2 separate regions of the Mus musculus genome follow, and region 2 is linked to region 1. A link is a contact called in public Hi-C data. All regions are on one chromosome and are shown on one strand. Each heading gives the region's core, a stretch centred on a gene start, on an enhancer-like site or on the middle of the called end of the contact. The rest is flanking DNA. Distances are from core to core; before and after follow the strand shown. Region 1 holds the start of 2310047D07Rik (a long non-coding RNA gene). Region 2 overlaps Mm2pr (macrophage M2 polarization regulator).

What was found. A called contact is a pair of places that touch in the nucleus more often than the background predicts.
Region 2: a contact with region 1 is called in a Hi-C map of uterus, with 3 times the contacts expected there. The contact joins the enhancer-like site here to the promoter of 2310047D07Rik in region 1. A contact is called at or near these places in 1 of 39 promoter capture datasets (hematopoietic stem and progenitor cells), 4 of 484 Hi-C or Micro-C datasets (the Patski cell line, brain, trophoblast stem cells and 1 more) and 1 of 115 datasets of contacts at active chromatin or transcription factors (embryonic stem cells).

The regions. Positions count from the first base shown.
Region 1 is chr5:149,226,606-149,231,035 of GRCm38.p6, forward strand. 2310047D07Rik (a long non-coding RNA gene) reads left to right here and starts at 2,383. Exons shown (of 2, transcript XR_003956021.1): 1 at 2,383-2,706. It overlaps n-TNgtt14 (a tRNA gene), which reads right to left and starts at 2,469; the gene lies at 2,396-2,469.
Region 2 is chr5:149,149,871-149,154,091 of GRCm38.p6, forward strand. The region is part of intron 1 of Mm2pr (macrophage M2 polarization regulator); the gene reads right to left. It overlaps Gm42788 (predicted gene 42788), which reads left to right. Exons shown (of 2, transcript NR_137278.1): 2 at 2,138-3,670. Among named protein-coding and RNA genes, the nearest start is that of Gm42788, 7.7 kb to the left of the region's middle. Within about 2 kb of position 2,916, at least 42 of the 459 cell types and tissues checked have an H3K27ac peak or open chromatin away from gene starts, as enhancers often do. A contact at or near this core is called in brain and uterus, where this site is marked.

The sequences.
Region 1 (4,430 bases), core at 1,133-3,632:
AGTCTTCAGGCCTAAAAATGATCATTGGCACAGCATCCAGGTCCCACTCTGTGGAGCTTGTACCCTCTGGTCACTATGTTCAGTTTCAAGACGGAAGCCCTCCTAATTCTAACAATAGCAGATGTGCTAGGTAAGATTTACAGTGTAAGCTGAGTGTGTGGTGGCACACACCTTTAACCCCAGCACTCCGAAGGCAGAGGCAAGCAGATCTCTGTGAGTTCGAGGCCAGGCTGGTCTACAAATTCCAGGACAGCCAGGGCTCTGTTACACAGAGAAACCCTGTCTCAAAACAAACGAACAAACAAACCCAACTCCCTACAGTGTAGACATGATCATGTGGCCCACCACTCTTTCTTTGCTTCTCCTGTGAGGTATGTACCAATAAGCAGTGTGGAATCTTCATGCCTTGCATTATGGAGACTTCAGAGAGGCATGCGCCTAACAACATTCTAGGGAATTCTCTCTTACTCTGCCTAGTGTCCCAGCCTCCTTTGGGCTTTTTAAGTCAGCAGGTATTTAGTAGAAGCATTCAAGTTCCAGGGTAGCCTGTCGAGTTCCCAGACTCCAGGGCTACACAGAGAAAGCCTGTGTCAGAAAAACAAAAACAAACAAACAAAAACACCAGCAGATTTGGTGCCCTGTGAGGTCTCATCTGCTTCTGATGCTACTGTACCCCATGGTAGAAAGGACAAACCAGTTCCCTTGGCCTCTTGTGCGGGCCATACCCCCTCATGAGGGCCCAGTACTATCAACGGGGAGGAATTCAACACAGGAACTCGGGGGAACACAAACACCCTACCCATAGCAGTCTTGAACTTCATCCTCTAATCCTGAATTGTTTGTAATTTACTTGCTCACATTTACTTAAATTTGCTTAAATTTAACCCAGTGAGATGGCTCAGTAGGTGAAGGTGCTCCCTGCAGAGCCTACAGACCTGAGTTCAGTGTCTGGGACCCCTAAGGGTGCAGAAGAGAACCAGTTTCCAAAAGTTTTCTCTGACCTCCACATGCATGTGGTTGCATGTACATACATATGTGTCAATAAAAATGCAATAAAATTAGACATTATATTTAAAAACTAAAACTGCATTTGACTAAATTCACTGACATCCAGTCTTTCTTGGTCACGGCAGCGCACACCTATAATCCCAGCACTCAGAAGGCTGAGGCAGCCGGGCCATGAGTTCTAGGCCAGTAAGGCCCTGTTCCTGCTGTTTCTGTTTAGTGCTAGGATAGAGCTCGGGGCTAGATGCACGCACAGTACCGTCTCCACCCCATGTTAATCAAGGGCCTGGCGTTACTCTGACACTCATCCCTCAGTTGTCCTAGTCACATTTCAAGTACTCAGAAGCCAGATGTGGCTAGCAGTGAGAGCTCTTGCAGTGTAGCTCGGGAGTGTTTACGTCAACATAGGACAGTGGGTCTCACTCTTCCTAATGCTGTGACCCTTTAATACAGTTCTTCATGGGGACCACCAACCATGAAATTATTTCATTCATAGTTGTCATTTTGCTCCTGTTATGAATCATTATTAATATCTTTAATGCAGAATTCCTAATATACGATCCTAGTGGGGTCGTGACCCACAGGTTGTGAACCACTCTGTAGACTCCCGTTCTCTGTATTCTATAGGAGTGGGTGTAGATCCCAGACACAAAACCCTCACGTCACAACTTCCTGTCTTTATGGAAAGTCTTTTGTGAAAAAAACATAAAACGTCCTCTGTGACAAGAATTCTCTATGTACCCCTGGCTGTCCTGGAATTCACCATGATTTATTTGCCTTACTGCCTTCTGGGTTCTGGGATTAAAGGCATCACCGCCACTCCTGGCTCTCTTTTAAAACTTTTAAACACGAACTTATACAATTTCTGATAAAGTTAAATGTGATGGGGGAAATTGACAGCAGTCTAAGATTAAATATAATGTAGTTAGATTCAAACCCATTGCCCAAGTCTGGGAGCCACTTAGCTAAAGTCAGCGTGGCCTGCTGTCCCCAAACTCTCTGCCCACAATGTTATCTGTTGCTCATCCATTTGGAAGTAGACTGTATTAGTAGGGTCCGCGGGTCGTTTTTTGTTTTTTTTTTTTTTGTTGTTGTTGCTGTTGTTTTTATTTTTTATTTTTTGTTATTATTATTTTTTTTTTCTGAGCCACACAAATGGTGCTGTTTCTGGGTGGTCCCGGTTGCCGGTTTCCAGTGCAAAAAACACCTAGCTGTTCCTGAGCAGAATTGGACCAAACTCAAAAAGCAGACTTACATGTACCCTCTTGAAAATTAGTGGAAGCAGCAGGCCCGCTTGTAGCTTGAGCCCTAGAAAGCTATCAAACAGATTGGGCGTCCCAGGATGGCAGAAAACATTTCTAAAAATGTTTTTTGCTAAAAGGAACGCTGCCGTCCCTGGGTGGGCTCGAACCACCAACCTTTCGGTTAACAGCCGAACGCGCTAACCGATTGCGCCACAGAGACACAGCTGCCTGAGCGGCCGTGCGCTTTGTACACATTGCCGCGGCCAGCATGGGCGTCGCCGCCTCGGACTCCCGGGAGGCGCCAGGCCCTGCTGAGCCCTGCGGGCTGAGACTGCGCGAGGGCGGGGAGGGGCGGAGCCGCCGAGCCCAGCAAATCCTCCGCAGAGCAGGGCGGCGCCGGGTGAGGCTCCGGGAATCTGCGTGGGCTCCGAGCCAGGGCGCCCTGCCCTTGTTCAAGGTTGTTACCGCCCCTCCCCTTTGAGTGTTCTCGTCGCCTCCCGCTTATCGAGGTTGATAAACTGTGGATCTCTGTGTGGGCCATGGGAATTTTATACTTTATACGTTTAAAAACCTACCGCGCCGCCCCTCCCCCGTCACCTCCTGGGAATAAATTCACACCCCTTTAGCGGACTGGAGCCTCCTTCGAGCACTCATGGCTTAGGGGGACTGCAGAATCGGATTTATGGCGATTAAAACGCTCTTTTAAAATAGCCAGTGACGTCTAGGCCTTCCCCTGACTTCTGAATTTAACTCACTGACTTGGGGTTGCCTTGGGAGGGTTGGGGTAGGTAGCATTGTGCCCACTCAGAGGAGGGGGAGGGGGAGGGAGAGAGGGGGAGGGGGAGGGAGAGAGAGGGAGGGGCAGAAGGGAAGGGAAGGAGGAAGAGAGAAGGGAGGGGGAGAAAGGATAATTCTTTGATAAACCTGCCAGAGCCCCTGTCAGACCTCTCCTTCCCCCATCACCCCAAAGACCGGGAGGGGAGGAGGGGGCAACTTCACAGACCTCAGGTCCCGCTCTTCAAGCTTCCATACCCTTCCTCCTTTTAAAAAAAATTAATTATTTCATATATTTACATCCCAAATACTGTCCCCGTTCCCGCCCTCCCCCCTTTCTCTTGCTCCTCCTCTCTTTGGCTCTTCCTACTTAGCTATTGCTACTCTCTTGGTATAAATTGAGCCATATTTCAAAGACTTATTTTAATCATGTATCTGGGTGTTGGCGTGTATCCTGAGTTCAGCGCCCTCGGGGTCAAACGGGGCGTCGCATTCTCCTGGAGCCTGCGTTGGAGGCGATTGTGAGGCTCTCAAGGCGGGTGCTGGGAACTGAGCGCGGGTCCTGTGCAAGAGAGGAGCTCTCAACCACCTATCCATCGCTCCAGCTCCATTTTAACCCCTTTAAAGCTTACGGTTCAAACGGAATTAAGTGCACTTATATGTTACCAATACTCCCATCTATTAAACAACTCCCACCTCCCCTTTCTTTTTCTAATAAGCCTCATTCTCTCTTCTATCTTTACTAATTTAATTATTCTTAAGTAACTCCCCTAGGTGGAATTACCCAGTCTTTGCCCATTTGTGACTGGCTGGTCTCAGTGATGTCCTGATGACGTATCCGTATCCGTACAGTAGCGCTAACCCTGATTTCCGGCTCTTCTATGCTGAGTACTAGTTAGCTACATATCTGTGCTACACTTTGTTGGTCCTTCAGCTCTCCGTGGCTGACTTCTAGGAAGAAGGCTGTACTGACATCTATTTGAGTCTCTTAATTTTGTTGAATCCAGAAGTTGAAGATCTGTGTCTGCCTGATTGTATATTCTCACAAGTTTCCAGTATCTTCACGTTTTTAAAACTGACAACCATCCTAATGGAAGTGTTTTACATTACCCTTCTACTAGTAACGCCTCTTTTCCGGACCCTTCTTTTGAATTGTAGAATTCTCTTATTTTTCTTCTATGTGCTCTACTAGAATCATAACTAAAATAACCCAATTATTTTAACCTACATTCTGCCATGTGGCTGGTTACCTATGCTCAGGTACCATGTGTCTATCTCATCACATCTTCCCAGGCAACTCTTTAGTGTGCCTCCCGGATGTAACACCTCCTAAATTTCCTGCCTGTGGGAAGCCGCATGTGCCGTTGCAGAGTGGCACTGACTACTGCTGGCCACCACGCATAAGTT
Region 2 (4,221 bases), core at 1,666-4,165, 76 kb before region 1:
CCAGGGCAGAAAAGCATAAAAAAGAGCCACATTAAAAACCAGCACTGTTCAGGTCCCTGTTCGGGCGCCATAGCATTGGAAATGTAAATGAGCTAAATACCTAATAAAAAATGGAAAAAAAAAAACCAGCACTGTAAGCCAGGCAGTGGTGGTACACGCCTTTAACCCCAGCACTTGGGAGGCAGAGGCAGGTGATTTCTGAGTTCGAGGCCAGTCTGGTCTACAGAGTGAGTTCCAGGACAGCTAGGGCTATACAGAAAAATCCTGTCTTGAAAAACCAGAAAAAAGAAAGAAAGAAAGAGAGAGACAGAGAGAGGGAGGGAGAGAGAGAGAGAAAGGAAGGAAGGAAGGAAGGAAGGAAGGAAGGAAGAAAGAAAGGAAGAAAGAAAGAGAGAAAGAGAAGGAAAAAGAGAAAAAGAAAAAGAAAGAAAGGGAAAAAAAAAAACCCCAAACCCAGCACTGTACTGGGCATGGTGGCACACACCTTTAGTCCCAGCACTAGAGAGGGCGAGGCAGAGGCAGGTGGCTCTCCGTGAATTTGTGACTAGCCTGGTCTACATGGTGATTTCCAGGATAGCCAAGGCTCTGTAAAGAGACCCTGTCTCACCCCTGCACCACCGGACATGACTGCAGCTGTTCAGCCCACAGACTTGTGAGAAGCTTGTCGTCCTGAAGGCTTCCTGCTCCCTTTCACTCTGGCTCAGCCACTGTCGTGTCTCAGTTATTTCCCACAGCTGCTGCTCTGATGGACTGAATGCTTGTGTCCTGCAGAGTTCCTATGTTGAGGTTCTAACTGGCTCCATTTGGAGCTGTGGCCTTTGAGGAAGTCATGAAGGTTAAATGAGCTTATGGGCATGGCCCTGATTGGTAAGGTCAGATTCTTTGTAAAGACTCAGAGAGGAGAAGCATGTGACGGTACAATTTGGAGGGAGGTGGCCACAGTCACCGCCACAGTACATACCGCACACCGCACCAGTAATCCCAGAACTCTGGAGGGCTGGATTACACAATAATACCTTGCTTTTTAAAATAGCCAGAACACCCCTAAAGCTCCCAAACAAAACAAAACACCAATCAGACAAAATAGAAAACAAAACAGTAGACATATACATATTGGCCGAGAAAGTATTAGACCCCAGTCTTGACAGCACCCTGACCTGGGCCTCAGCCTCCACAGCTGTGAGAACACACCTCTGGTATCTGTAAAGGCCAGCCAACCAATTAGCAGTCCCCCACCCCACCCCATCCCATGTTCTACCACTGCCCTAGAGCCACCCACAGCCATTCCTTCGCTCACCCATCCCCAGCAACCCATCACTGGGAGTTAGAGCAAGACTACGGAGGATTAGGTGCTTGTGCTGCCAATGGCTGTGCAAACTTCAGCAAGCTGCTCCACCTCTCTGTGTGTCAGTCACTAAATTCCCTGGCAAGCAAAGCCACTAACAATAGGACTGTTTTAGCGGAGTAAAGCATTTACAATCGTACCTTGCCCACAACAAGTATTTGATGAAGGTTAGCTATTACTATCTTAAAGATACTTTTTGAGATCTTATTTTAATTTTATGTGTATGGGTATTTTGTCTGCCAGTATGTCTGTGCATCACAAGCATACAGTGCCCGAGGCCAGAAGAGGGCATCTGATTCTCTGGAACTGGAGTTACAGACAGCTGTGAGCCACCATGTGGGTGCTGGGAATTGAACTCAGGACCTCTGGAAGAACAGCCAGTGCTCTTAACCACTGAGCCAGCTCTCCAGCCCAGCTGTTACTGTTACATTATCAAAATAAGCTTAGACACTAAGTTGCTCATGCCATTTCCATGACTGAACACCCAAATGATCTCCCCACCACAGGACAAAACCTTAGCGTGGCCTGGAGGCTCCGAATATACCTTCAAATTGCACTACCAGAACCCCATCAAACCCCCCACTTCACACCAGTGTTACTCACCCCTGGGCTCCCATCCCAGGCTTGCCCGCTGCTTCCCCTGGCCAGCTCCTGTTGCTCTCCTAGGATCCACCCATGCATCCCCTTCCAAAGGGGCCTGATTGTCTCAGCTTGGCTTCTCTGCTCTTTTCCTGCAGTGTAACTCTCACCCATTACACTATTAAAGTAACTTGCGTCTCTGTTTCCCACTAGACAGAAACTCTTCAAGATCAAGGACCCATTCTTCATTTAAAAAAAAAGAAGAAGAAGAAGAAGAAGAAGAAATTCCGTGTAAATCCAGTAAACATCAGAAAATGCCAGACACAGAATGGAAATGAACTCTTGCTATGACTTGAATATGGAATATTTTCCACAGGCTCATATGTTCAAACACTTGGTCTCCAACTGACAGCAGGGACCCTCACTGATGGATGGAGGATACTGTAGACAGGCATCTGAGGGATGCAGTGTGGACCTTCTTCTGACCTAGTTCTCTACTTCCTGGCTGGTCAAGATTCGAGCAGGCTCATCCGTGAACAGGGCCATGCCAGCCCATCTTCCCTGCCTGATGCTCAGTAAATCTCAAGTGTGAATCAGAACGAGCCTCTCTTCCTAGGAGTTGCTTTGTCTGCTATTTTTGTCAAAGTAACAAGAGAAGTAACCACCACAACTCTGGGACCTAGACCATCTTCCCACAGGAAGCAGTTGCAAAGAATCTCCTGCCTGTAATCACCCTTTAATTAGCTGACAGAGGAGCCCAGCCACATGCTCAGAGGATAAATACACTTCTGGCAAGCCTTAGGATTTCGATTCCCGGGAACCATGTGGCGGAAGGAGGGGATCAACTCCCACAGACCGCCCTCTGACCTCCAAACATGCACGCATGGGTGCCTGCGTGCGAGTGTGAGCGCGCAGATGTTCCATCTTACACACTCCTTAGGCTTCTCACTACAGAATAAAGTCTACCCTGTAATAAGAGAACTGGGTTCCGAACCTGATTTCTCCATGCGTCCCTAAGCCCTGGCCACACGTTTCAGCTCCTTGCCTTTGTATACAGAGTTCCTTCTGCCAGGAATCTCTTCTCTCTCACCCTGGAAAATTCTCCCTCGGTGCGTATGACCTCGTTCCCGAGTCTCTGTGCTACCGAGCCCTTTCAGGTCATGCTCTGGGAGAACAAGCTGCTCGCTCCTCTGCTGGCACACACTGTTTATTCCGACAGCGCAGTGCCTGCTCCAAGTTACTATCTTCTGTCATTGCCATTTGAGTCCAAAAGCAAGGGCTGAATCTCGCTTAGCTCTGGGTATCATGGAACCTGGAACTATATGCCAGATAGTAATAGGACCTCAATATGTTTTTCCTTTTACATTCAATTAGTCTATAGAATGGCTACAAAAAGTGAGAATCTGACTGTGTACCACACTGCCATACAGAGTATGAACTACACAGTTCATACAGAATATGATATATTGTTATATATTAAATTGTTATATTCCCAACTACATGTCAGGATCCATCTTTATTTTAAAAGAAGAACAAAAAACACCAGAAGAAAACTTCACCATTTTTTTTTTATTTTTAATTTTTTTGGTTTTTTGAGACAGGGTTTCTCTGTATAGCCCCAGCTGTCCTGGAACTCACTTTGTAGACCAGGCTGGCCTCGCACTCAGAAATCCGCCTGCCTCTGCCTCCCAAGTGCTGGGATTAAAGGCATGCGCCACCACGCCCGGCACCATTTTTGTTTAAGTTAAATATATCTGTGTATGTGTGTGTTTGGCTGAAGTGTGAAATACCTTACTCACTGCACTATATGGGTTGAAAATATTGCACGTGATTTGTAGGGTAGTACAGCTAATTATCAGGGTCTTGCTCTGTAGCCAGGCTTGTACCCAGCTCTCCTTCCTCCGTCTCAGCTCTCCAATGCTGGCTCAAGTATCATACCTGCCTCAAGTGAATAAGTACTTATTTATAGTTTGTTAATCACACACACACACACACACACACACACACACACACACACCAGCAACACCTCAGAAAATGGAAGGAATGGAAATGAATGGAAGGAATCAATTGGAGAGGAGCAAAATCAATCAATCAATCAAACAAACAAACAAACAAACCTTAAGTAAAAAGGTGACCTTGTGTATTATGAAGGAAGTAAGATTTCAGATTGGCTATTGGTCTTTCCACCCAACGCCTTACTTATTGCTGATGTAAAGACAGGAAGGGGGAAAAAAAGCCTTCCTACAGATACATTCCTTCATTTCTCCTGAGGTGCGTTTCTTGTTTGTTTATTTGTT